Linked DNA regions of Mus musculus: region 1 is linked to region 2. Evidence: chromatin contacts called from public Micro-C data. All regions are on one chromosome and are shown on one strand. The core of a region is the stretch at or near the end of the contact, and the rest is flanking DNA. Distances in the headings are between cores, read along the strand shown.

The links. A called contact is a pair of places that touch in the nucleus more often than the background predicts.
Region 1: a contact with region 2 is called in a Micro-C map of trophoblast stem cells, with 2.6 times the contacts expected there. The contact joins two enhancer-like sites. A contact is called at or near these places in 1 of 15 datasets of contacts at CTCF or cohesin (the NIH/3T3 cell line), 11 of 484 Hi-C or Micro-C datasets (the AML12 cell line, Th1 cells, beige adipocytes and 7 more), 1 of 115 datasets of contacts at active chromatin or transcription factors (effector CD8 T cells) and 4 of 9 other capture datasets (adipose tissue, embryonic stem cells, liver and 1 more).

Annotation. Positions count from the first base shown.
Region 1 is chr12:85,944,752-85,950,962 of GRCm38.p6, forward strand. All of the region lies in intron 28 of Ttll5 (tubulin tyrosine ligase-like family, member 5), which reads left to right. Among named protein-coding and RNA genes, the nearest start is that of Gm51989, 49 kb to the right of the region's middle. Within about 2 kb of position 2,615, at least 9 of the 459 cell types and tissues checked have an H3K27ac peak or open chromatin away from gene starts, as enhancers often do. A contact at or near this core is called in trophoblast stem cells, where this site is marked.
Region 2 is chr12:85,836,561-85,842,199 of GRCm38.p6, forward strand. All of the region lies in intron 3 of Ttll5 (tubulin tyrosine ligase-like family, member 5), which reads left to right. Among named protein-coding and RNA genes, the nearest start is that of Ttll5, 14 kb to the left of the region's middle. Within about 2 kb of position 4,196, at least 31 of the 459 cell types and tissues checked have an H3K27ac peak or open chromatin away from gene starts, as enhancers often do. A contact at or near this core is called in trophoblast stem cells, where this site is marked.

The DNA of each region.
Region 1 (6,211 bases), core at 1,365-3,864, 110 kb after region 2:
CTGTAGGGCTAGTGAAGTCATGGATCTTGGAAGAGGACCTATAACTACCACTTTACTAAACCAGCATAATCCTAACTACATACTAAATATTTGTCCCTATACCACAGATCAGTGTAGTTTTTAATTCCTCATCAACATGCAGAGACCATTACAGAAAACCACAACCTATCCTAATGCAGAGTTGTGGGACCCAGTCTCGACTGATAGATCTACAGCTCAACTCCTGCATCTAAAGCTTAGGCATCATTGCAGAAGACAGGGCAGAGCGCAGAGGGGAAGAGCCAGAGGAACACGAAGAGGTTTTGTATGATTTTGTTGCCTGGAAATGTCATAAGATAGCACCGATGAAGTCTTCCAATTTGGCTTCCTAAACACAAGCTGAACCAGGATGACACCAGTAGACATGCTGACGTAGAAGGGGAACACTCACAAGGCCTCAGCCCTACACAAAGAGCTACAAGCAGCCAAGATGCTGTGGTAGTTCTGAGTGAAGAATGGGAGGTGGCCCTGGGTTCTATCCCCTTCGTGCTGTGGTTATCTTCCAGTGAATCTTTCCCTAAGGTATAAATCCCCTACACACAGCTTTATGTGAGATTTCTGTGCTGAGTGCAAGGTCCAGATATCCCACTGCCTGCTAGACATTAACTGTCTGGCCAGCACCCAAATATTTGAACATATCTCAGAAGCACACAGAAAGACTCCTGTGCAGTGCATCTCAAAGCTGTTAGTTTTCCTTCTTCCTGTCGTCTCTGCTGTTAGTGGCATTGACACCCGAGAAACCACCTGAGGGTAGAATCTGGCTTATCAGCCGCATCTGTGTCTCCATTCTCTCTACACTACGTTGCTGCCGACTCTTATTCATTCTAACTCCAGTGTTCCTGCTCTGTACCTTGTCTATTTAACTTACATCAACTGTTCTGCTAAAGGCCTTCATTATCTTCCAAGTGGACAGCTACAGGTACCTTTTAAATGATCTGGCAGTGTCCTCCTGCTGTTCCTCATCTTTAAAGACCTCTTGTTATGTTAAATCACATGTCTGATCCTAGTATTTGCTCAAAGAGAATCTTTCTCTTTATGAAACCCAAACTAGTAATGCTACCCATGAACTGACTGAAAGTCTGGCTACAACGTACTAGTACCTGTCTCTGTTCCAGCACACAGGATTTTGCCTAGCTCAGCTAGGATTTCTACCAGTCAGTATGCCTTAGTTTATGCCATCTTCTCTGGAGAAATGATTCCTAGTCACCGCGTCTGATCTGTATATCTGCTAGGGCTGCAGGAATGCCACCTCACTCATTCGCTGTTAGGCTGATTTCCTCTTCATGTTGTGTGTGGACGATCTGTGTCTTTTAACAGACAGTAAGCACCTTAAGTCTCAGTGTCCTGTGATGCCTGAGACCTGACTCCAGGATTGTAAATTTATAATTTATTAATAATTTCCAAAAAGTCCGCATCTCTTCTGACCTTGTACAGACCTTTTCCCATGGTCATTCTTCCCTAAACAACTAAGTATAACAAAGTTATAGCCTTTACGTCATATAAGTAATCTATCAGTAGGTGGTTTTGTGAGAGGATATACAGAGGCTGTATTCAAATGTAATTATATTTTTCGTAAGAAACGTGATCATGGGAGGGGGTATGGGGGACTTTTGGGATAGCATTGGAAATGTAAATGAAGAAAATACCTAATAAATTAAAAAAAAAGAAAAGTGATCATTTGTAGATTTTTGTATCTTCAAGAGGCCCTACGATTAATACTTTAAGGATATGGAGGGACAACTTTATTTAATAAATGTGCTTACTCTTTATTATTGTTGTTGTCGTCATCATCTTCATCATCCAGTGTTGGAGATTGAATGCAGGGTTGTGTGATGCTACTCAAGAACACAACTACTGATCCACATCCCTGGTCCTTCAGTGTGCTCCTTCACTCTACTATAAGATCCTTGAAAATTAAACTATGCAGTTTTTAAACCCACCCACTCTCCCACCCAAGTATCCTCTAAAGTATGCATTCCGGACATAGTGGTTAATAAATAGATGAAGAGCACCTGCCACCACAGCCAGAAGTCTTCCCATTGTGTTCCTGCCTTCAGCCCTTGGCTAGCCACTGTTTAAAGCAGGTGGATGATAGTCATTTCATCTCCTGCCTGTTTGACTGTAAACCACATAATGGCAGTTCTTTCTAACCCACCACTTACTGCGGGACCTTGTACTTTCTAGACCATGTGCTTGCTAAAGGGAAAAGAATTTCTGTATGTTGTTGAATTTTGTATTCTCTTTAACACTAACACTGTTGCTCTTCATTCTTTTTCATTGATTATAGCACACCTGCCCTGCATACCATAGCAGCGACATTCATCACATTTCTACCTTGTCTTACTTAGGCAGTATGTTAACAACACTTTGTGTGCATTATCTCTTCCATTTTAAGACTGAGGAAAGTGCTTTTTCCTGGGTTGTTGGGTTTTTTTTTGTTGTTGTTGTTTTTGTTTTTTTAAGCTCATGATGGTGAAGAAATAGAAGCCAGTAGGACAAGTGGCTCTGTTGATGTCACACAATGGGAAGTCACTGTCCCATGACTCATCTTAGTGGCCTCTGCCTCTTCTTTTAGTCAGGAAGTAGCTCTTTCCTTAGGCTGAAATGACCGAGCATCACACCAGCCCGCTCTGGCGCACCACCACTGCAGAACTATCATATCACTACTCCTTTTCTTAAGTCTGCAGAGACACCAGACTATACCAGAGATATCTGCTTTCATGGTTACAAGCGCTCTCTCTTCCCACATGCAGGGTTTATATCATCAAGGTGATTGGCTACTTATTGAATTAGGCCCTTATCAATCAGATTATTTTGTGGGATGCTCAGTGCTTTTTTTTTTTTTTTTTGGTTGGGGAGGAGAGAGAATCCAGCCTTGTTAATCCCTTGCCAATATGTGTAAGTCTACCTATGGGCTATCAGTGGCACACACCAGTTTGCAAAAACAGAATACATAAATTGGAAATACTACAAAGAGACTTGGCCATTTCCTCAGGGTGGCATCCCTAGAATCTTGACCTGGCAATATAGGTGTATAAGGGTGTTATGTAGCTGGTGAAGCTCAAGAGAGGGAGAGCCAGTTGCCAGGAACCTTCAGCACTAACACAGGAGTGCTTCAGAATTCCCTGCACCTCTCAGCCCCCTTTATAATATGATTAACATCATAACCCTTATCTCTTTGTGATTGGAATATTAACTTGTTCATTTTATCAGCATACAGGAATTAAGAAAGTAACTTAAACTGCCTTACAACATGTGCTTATTGCTTATTGTAGCTAATAGTTTAATGGATACTCATGGAAGGCCTTTGGAGGAGTGTTCAGTGTATAACTGCTTAAGGCTGGCTCTTGTTATGTTCGCCACTCTTTTCCAGTGGAAGCAGCTTCTAAGAAGTGCATGCCTGCTTCTCTGTGTTCTCCTTGAACTAGTCTGGAGCAGATGTGATATGTCATGTTCAAGGATTGCCATTTGTTGTACGAATACACATGAAGCAAGTTAGGGGGAATAAGCCACTACCAGTTGTCCTGCTCCAGACCACTCAGCTCTCCACAGCACTCATCAGATTCACCCATGGTCTCATGGGTCTGTCTGTGTGAACACAGCAGAGAGAGCGCTGTTCTCCAGTGGCGCTGGGGTATTTCTGAGGGCAGCGGGAAGACGGCTCTAGACAACCATGTTTTTTTCAGTCCATGTGATCCCTTTGAGAATCAAATGAAAGGTGTAGCTTTCTCCTGAAAAAAAAAAATGTACATATAGAAACACCTGTGTTCGGTTCCAGAGTGTTCATAGGCATCCCACACAGGCTCCCTCTCGGTATCCATGGATACCAAGGAGACTTGGCCTCCAAGTTTAGAGACCTTGAAAGCTTTGAGGTAGTATGTATCAATTATTATTGATAATTTGGTCCAAATTCAAATCTCTCACTATTATTCATGTGTTCATTCATGCATATTAAAATAGGACTGTGTTAGACTGTCATCTCTATAGAGGCAAGGGTTACTTTCATCCACCTTCCTCCATGTTCAAGAGTGGCAAACCCAGAGTAGGTGCCTGTAAATATTTGTGTGTATTAAAAGAAATCATTTTCTGCAGCACCCCTCTAGATCTTCCTAGAGAAGAAATGTAAGATTTTGAGGAGCATGCCATAGTACAATTGACTGGTGATGGGAATACCACTCCTGCATGCTGTGCCACCATTACTCAGGGTTAAACTGTTACTGACGAAATGTTTGATGGTGAATTTCCATCTCCATCCTGATAAAGCCTAAGGTACATGAAGTGTGCAGACAGCCTGGTGAACCTGAAGTTAGTCACCAAGAGTCACAAATACGATTCTAGCCCTTTGAGTGAGTCTCAGTGCAGGAGAAATCATGCAGTATAGTCATTATGCAGAGAGGGAACAAAACTCTGTGTCAAAGCTGTTATTTCGAGCATCTGAGAGCTTTGCCTGAGCTTTGAGAGCAGGCATTCATCTTCTGTAAAATGATGTGAGGCAGCAGCCAGAGCGGCACCCGGCTTTTACTCCAGCCCCTGCTTGCTCTCCTCTAACCCCAAAGCAGCCTCTCCCTGTGGCCTGTGCAGAAGAGGTGATATGGAACCTTATACGTGCTAGCCTTCTAGTGGCATCTGCCACTCCACTACTCACTACTTTGGGGGACAGGGGGTAGGTGGTAGTGTGACCTCTCTCTCTATTGGAGTCCTGACCATCCTAGAACTTGACATGTAGATCTGGCTGGTGGCTGGCCTGCACTTCACAGAGAACCGTCTGCCTCTGCCTCCTGAGTACTGGGATCGAAGGTGTGTGCCACCCTTTAGCTTTCCTTTTTAAATGGTAGGAAGCTCCATCTCGCCTCACCATCACTTTGGGAAACATGAACGGTAGATACATGGACTTCTGAAAGCTTTCTTTGTCAGATTACAAACCCAGTTCCAAGGCCTGCCTGAGTGCAAGGGACTTAATTACTGTAACTGTCTGTAACCATTAACCTTTTCAACTCATCCCAGAAAACAGCTCTCCGTTTGCCTGCCCTCAGCACAATTCTCTTACAGTGTGGCTTGGGTGGGGCTCCCAGAAGGTTCCTTTTGTCTCTAGAGCAAGGTTGATTCTTCCCAAGGTATTGTCTGTCTCTGGCTGTCTTCCATCGCCCTGCCCTTCACCAAGTCAGATGTGTGTCGCAGACATTTCTTCCTGCTTCTCTGCTGTTCTCCGTTTTGTTGTCCTCTTCTTAGGCAGCACGTAGGCCTTATTTGAATTGTCTTAGTATTGCCATGTTTTGGAGATCTCAAATACTGTTTTATCTGGAGTTTTAAATGGTCAAATCCTATGTGGCTTGAGGGTCGGCAGAAGCCATGTTTCTCTTTGGCCCTTCCCATTCTTCCCATGGCCTCACTTCTCATAGATAATCTAGTGATTCTTTGTTGAGTTTTATTTGAGGTATAAAGTTCTTTTGAGCATGCAGGACTGTGTGCAACGTCAGCCAGGGAGATGGAGTTAGGTCTGTCCCCAAGCAGCCCTTTTGCATGCTGTGAGAGTATGTATCTGAGTGGCTGGGGTTGTTTTGTGGGAATCCATCAGGGCAGTTCCGAGGTATTTTAACTATAGTACTGGCATCTGTGCCACCTTTAGCAAACAGCAGTAAGAAGCAGTAACACTTGGGAGGCCAGGCACCGGAAACTGGCCGCCTCCTCTGTTTCTCCCACCCTCTTCCCAATCCATCACCTGTATTATTCCTGCTGTAATTTAAACACCTGTCTAGATGGAATGCATGCAATGTGTCCTTACCCCACACATTCAGATGTTTGCTCACCTGCCTTATTCGGAAGGCTGACTCTAAAATAAATAGTGTTTGGTACTAAAAGGAGAAACTGGCTGAGGTCACCGTGGCAGTGGCCGTGAGGCAGGGAATGGTATAGAACATCTGGATTAGCTGCTGCAAGAGTGGGAGCTGAGGAGGAGGGAAGGAGCAAGGGAGAAACATCTGCCAAGCAGGCCCCAAGGCTCAGATGGAGGTGGGATTTGGTGGCCAGATTTCCCACAGGCAATTGTTCACTTGGCTAACCAGCCAGAAGAGGGCAGAGATGGAGTCATAGTTAGTAAATGGCCTGATGGGTTTTAATCGCAGAAATATAGCAAGTAGTCTTGGACTTGTCTGAAGTTTGTTCTGAGATGTTT
Region 2 (5,639 bases), core at 2,946-5,445:
AGTGTCCATTCAGTAAATTTATATTTTCATAGACTAGCATTGGAAGTAATGCAAGATACATGTGCGGTTTTAAGTTGGAAAGGTGAATTTAGCTTTTATAATGTGTTATATTTAACTCAATAATTCTAATATAATTTTTACATTTACTCAATATAAAGGAACTCATAATATTTTTATATTGAGTATGCGTTTTACAGTTACTGTGTATCTCAGTTTAGACTTCATGAACATTGTAGTTGAAAAAGTAAATTCATGGAGTTGTTTCAAAGATTTTTGTTTTTAAGTTTTTATTTTTATGTGCACTGGTATTCTGCCTACATGTCTGCCTGAGGGTGTCAGATCCTCTGGAACCCGAGTTGCAGATAGCTGTGAGCTGCCTTGTGGTTGCTAGGACTCTGAAAGAGCAGTCAGTGCTCTTAACCTCTGAGCCATATCTCCAGCCCCTCAAAGGTGTTTTCTAATATTTGTTGTGACAGGGCCTCACTATGCCACATGGGCTGCTCTGGAACTTTCCATCCTCTTGTCTGTTTTGTTTTTATATTTAGTTGCTGGGGATTGAGCCCCAGGGCCTTCTACATACAGATAGTGCTCTGTACCATGGGCTGCACCCCAGCCCCTGACTTCTAAAGCTGATCAAGCATTCAGTTTATTAGCTAAGTTTGTTTGTTGAGCCCATGCTGACCTGGACGTGGCCAACGCATGACTCTGACCTTGTGCTCCCCAGCTCTACTTCCTCGGTGCTGCGTGTTCAGACTTGTGCCGACATACTAGTTTATTAAGTATTCCATCTTAAAAATTTAAATGTAATCAATTCAAGTGAGGTAAAATAAAACATCTGGCCCTGTGTTATTGTGGTCCCGTGTCAAGTACTCATCAGTCAGCTGTGGTTGGTGAATACTGTCCTCCCGAATTTGGGTGTGGAACAAATTTTCTGATAGTAAATATTACTACACCATGAATCATGGAAGAGTTTATATTGGTATCTTAAAGTGCTTATTTCTGCCTATATAGTGAGAATGTGTGTGCACACATGCATGATCAGAGGATAACTTTCAGGAGTTGACCCCTGTGATTGAATTCAGTTGGCTAAGCTCTCTCCTGGCTCTGTTCAATTCATTTGTACATTGTCCATTTGCACATGTATCACGTATATCTTCATTCTAGGTTCCCGTGCTACTGTTTTGTTGGCATACTTTGTTTCTTGACACAGTATATGTAGATGTAGCCTGGGCTTTTCTCAAATTCTACATCCTCCTGCCTCAGCCTCCCACATGCTGGGATATTAGGTGTGTAATACCAGTCACAGCCTCATGCTATTTTTTATTTTTTAATTTTATGTTTGAGTGTTTTTGGCTGTATGTGAGTGTACCATATGTGTGAAGTGCCGGTGTAGGCCAGAAGAGGGCAGGCACTAGTCCCCTGGAATCTGAGTTACAAGCTGTTTTTAGCTACTGTGTGAGTGTTGGGAACCAGTCCCGAATCCTGTCCAGGAGCAGTCAGTGTTCCTAATCATTGAGCAGTCTCTCCAGGTCTGCCTCATGCTATTTTTCTAACTCCCTTAGGGATGTCTCTGTTGTCTAGGGTACCTCTGTGCTATCAGTTGGTTCCTTGTTTTTGTCTGCTCTGTTGCAGCCAGTCTTGGAAGTTTGGGGGTCCTACCATTTCAGGTTGCTTGCTGGGGTACATTTGAGCATTTACAGAAGAAGAAAATTCTGTCCTGTGTAGAGTTGATGTGAAGTTACTGCACAGGTTGAGAAGCAGGAGATTGGCAGTGTGCTAACAGCCAAGGATCAGGTCCTCCCTCTTGTTCTCATGAATATATGGTTCTTCTTGGGCAGTTGGATAGGTTCAGTTTGCATTACAACTCTAGCTTAAGTGTATCTGAGGGAAGAAGCGGGCAGAGAAGGAGAATAGTGCTTCCACTCCTTTCATTAAGCCTTCCGTGGAATGAACGGTGCCCACCCCCATAGGAGATGGTGGTTTGCTTTATTCAGTCCACTAACTTAAATGCTAGGCCCACTTAGAAATAACATCTAACTGTGATGGCCCCATTACATCAACATACAAAGGTTTTTGAGAGGCTAGATTTGTATGTGTTGTTTTCAGTTCTCTAAGCTAATTTCTAATTCACTTTTAAAACCAAAGGTCAAAGAGTATGTCTTTAGGCTGGATCTGGTCCTTAGGGCCCCCCCTAAGTGGACTCTGGGGAGATGGCTTAGGGGTTAAAAATGCTTACAAGCATGAGTTTGTATCCTCAGCAGTCACACAAAACTTGGGCATGGTTGTGTGCTCTTTAAACCCCAACACTGTGTGGGGCATACGAATTATTAGGGCTTCTTGGCTGTGAGCCGAGCTCCAGGTCTTGTGAGAGACCCTGTCTCGATGGACGACTGTGGAAAGTAACAGAGCAAGACACCTGACATTAACCTCTGGCCTCTGGGCACTCACACCTGCTCTCACATGCACATGCATGCTCCCCCCCCCACTCTCTCACTCAATTTGTTTGCTATATCAGATATATGATTTACTATGTATGATAACAAGTATTAAAAATATATAGTCTTTATTCTGCTATATACTAGCTTTTTTAACTATATCAAAATAACTTTTACTATGTAGCAGCTGTTCTACAGCTTCAGGTAGCATTTGCAACTGTACTGTAAGGTAACTAATGTTATTGTCGCCGGGCGTGGTGGCGCACGTCTTTAATCCCAGCACTTGGGAGGCAGAGGGAGGCGGATTTCTGAGTTCGAGGCCAGCCTGGTCTACAGAGTGAGTTCCAGGACAGCCAGGGCTATACAGCAAAACCCTGTCTCGAAAAACCAAAAAACAAAACTAATGTTATTGTCAACTCCATTTTACAGGGGGGGGGGGGGAGTAGAGGCTAGAGAAACCACATAATTCATGAAAGATTGTGGGCAGGAAGTGATATAGCCCTGGCGGTTGTGCTGTGGCACCATCCTCTTATTTCTCTTTCTGTCATCCTCAAGTAAGCCGGCTCCCATTTTCCCCGCACCCTGCTGGTCCTTCCCGGTGGCATGGTGCTGAGGCTCGCACAGAGGTGGGCACCGTTCATGCCTCCAGAGGGAGCTATGTTTGATAACGCTTTGGCTCTTACTGTTTTTAAATTTGAAAATTTATTTTTAGCTTTTGTTGAATAAGGTCTCGCTTTGTCCCTCAGACAGGCTTTGAACTTAAGCGTCTTCTTGCCCTCATCTTTTGTGTGTTGGGGTTCCAGGCCCGAGATACCTGGCAGGCTTGCTTGGCTTTTGCACGTGCAGGAGTGGAGCTGTGAGTGACAGTAGTTGTGATAATTAAAGGATCTAAATTTTTGTTCACTTTCCTAAATCTGTCATAAACATCTTTATGACAAGATAAAGGAGTGGCCTAGCAGATGGGTGTGTAGTTAGTCATTGTCTGTGTGGTGTGAGTCTTTGGCCTTGTTACTGTCTCTCTGTCCCTGAGCTGTTGGAGAAGTAGTGGGATGCTTGCTGCCCTCATTCCATTTAATTTAATTTAATTTTTTTTTTTTTTTTTTTGAGGCAAGCTTACCCCAGACTGACCTTGAATTTGATATGGAGCCGATGACCTTGGGCTTCTGATCCTCCTGCCTGTATCCCAGGTGCTGGGATTACGAATGTGCACCACCATACCATACCCATTTGTGTAGTGCTGGGGAATCTACCCAGGGCTTCATACTTGCTAGTGGTCTACCAACTGCGAGCTACACCGCTGCACTTTCTACAGTCATTAGCTAGATTTCCTGTTTGTGGTGGGCAGATAAATAGTCCCCCAAAGATGACCAGCTCCTCATTCCCATAACCTGTCACTGTGGTGTATTCAAAGGGGAGTGAGGGTATAGGTGGAATTTAGGCTCCCGATCAACCCAGAAGATAAGGAGACAGCCAGGAGGTCCTTGGAGGGAGAGGGAGGAGTGGGAATGGCAGGCAGTGGGAAGGACTAGGCCTGCTGTGGGCTCAGGGTGGCAAAGGATGGTTACAAGCCAGTGGCATGGAGCGCTGTGACAGAAGATCGCCAGGGATGGTTCTCTGGAAGAGCCCCTTGAGTGAGTGAGGCCACGTCTGAGGGACCTGCAGGATTCTTTAGAATGTTTTACCAGCAAATACACTGCCAGTTTAGTCTGAGTGGGACAGCCTTAGGGGAAGGGGAAGCTCTGTGAGAACACCACATGCCCCAGGCAGGGGACCGGATGACACAGCTACTCAGGTGAAGGATTACTCCCAAGGTGGAGCCTCAGGCCCAGGGCAGACCTGTGAGTCACGGAGCCTGGCTCCAAGACCTGGCCACAAATGGAACTTCAATTTGCCAGGTTTCGAATCTATGAACCCATGCCGTGACTTCTTTTTCCTCCTTAAAGTCTCTCCCAGCGTGAACCAATCTCCATGTAGCTGGAGTTCTGTTCATTGTATTTGGGGAGCAAATCATTTGTTGAAGGTTCACTGATAGAGAGCAGTTTTGCCCCAAGGTGAATCATACCGATTTATGATTTAGATGATGAAATTAGGGGCTATCTAGCCGATACATTTGAACGACAGTTTTAGACGTTGGGTTGAGTTGACAGGGATGTTGGGAAGGGTTGAATTTATTACCCAATAAAGAGGAGTGTTAATGTTTAGGGAGCAGAGAGTGGTTACGGTAGGCCCCCGGTGTATCTTAATCTCTGCAGCCTATGGATATAAACCTTTTATGGTAAAGGGGAATTAAAGTGGTTAATTGGTCGACCTTCAAGTAAGAAGATTACCCCGGATTATCCCAGAGTGTCAAGTCTACTGCAACCAAAGGGTTCCTTAACATGGAACAAGAAGCCAACCTGGCCAGAGTGATCCAAGGTGAAAAAAGACTAGACCTGCCGTTGTTGCCTTTGGAAGTCAGAGAGGGAGCATAAGCCACAAAGCACTGAGGGGAGGTGGCCATTGGACGCTGGAAAAGTGAAGGGCCCAGATCCTACCTGGAGTTCCTAGAAGGGGCAGAGCCTGGTGATCACAGCCTTGCTTTAGACGAGTGGGGTCTGTGTTGCCAAGGAGGCTGCAGATTTGGGTTTAAGCTGCCGAGCTTGCTTGTTACAGCAGCAAAAGCCAACTGGCACACCACCTCTCTTGTGCATTCGGATTTCTGTTTCTTTTGTAATTATAATCTACCCCGCTGCTTTCTCACTTTTATGCTAGACTGGCTCAAACTTGTCCTTTGGGGGCCCACTCAAGCTCGTTGTGACATGTTTCCAGTTAATTTTGAACATTTCTGTCTTATGGGGTCTAGCAGGAAGCGTCCCGCCTCCTTGCTTACAGTCTGAACACTGCACTTGACATTCTGCTCTACTTTGGAACAAACACGTAGGACTCTGCCCTGTTTTTAACTTCAACAATACTATAAAGAAAACGTAATGGTTGGGGGCTGCTGGGAAAAGCCTGAGCCGGGCTTTAGAAAAAGTCTGACTTGTCCATGCCCATCTTTGTGATTCAGTTTGCAGAGTACACACCAAGACTTCCAGTGGCTCAAATGTGTCTGTGGGTACAGCTGGGGTTTATGAAGCCTTCGGTATAAATTCATCAGAAACATAGTTGTCTTTGATGATGCGGCTGAGCATTGAGCTATGCACTTGCAGATGTCTGCGTTGCACT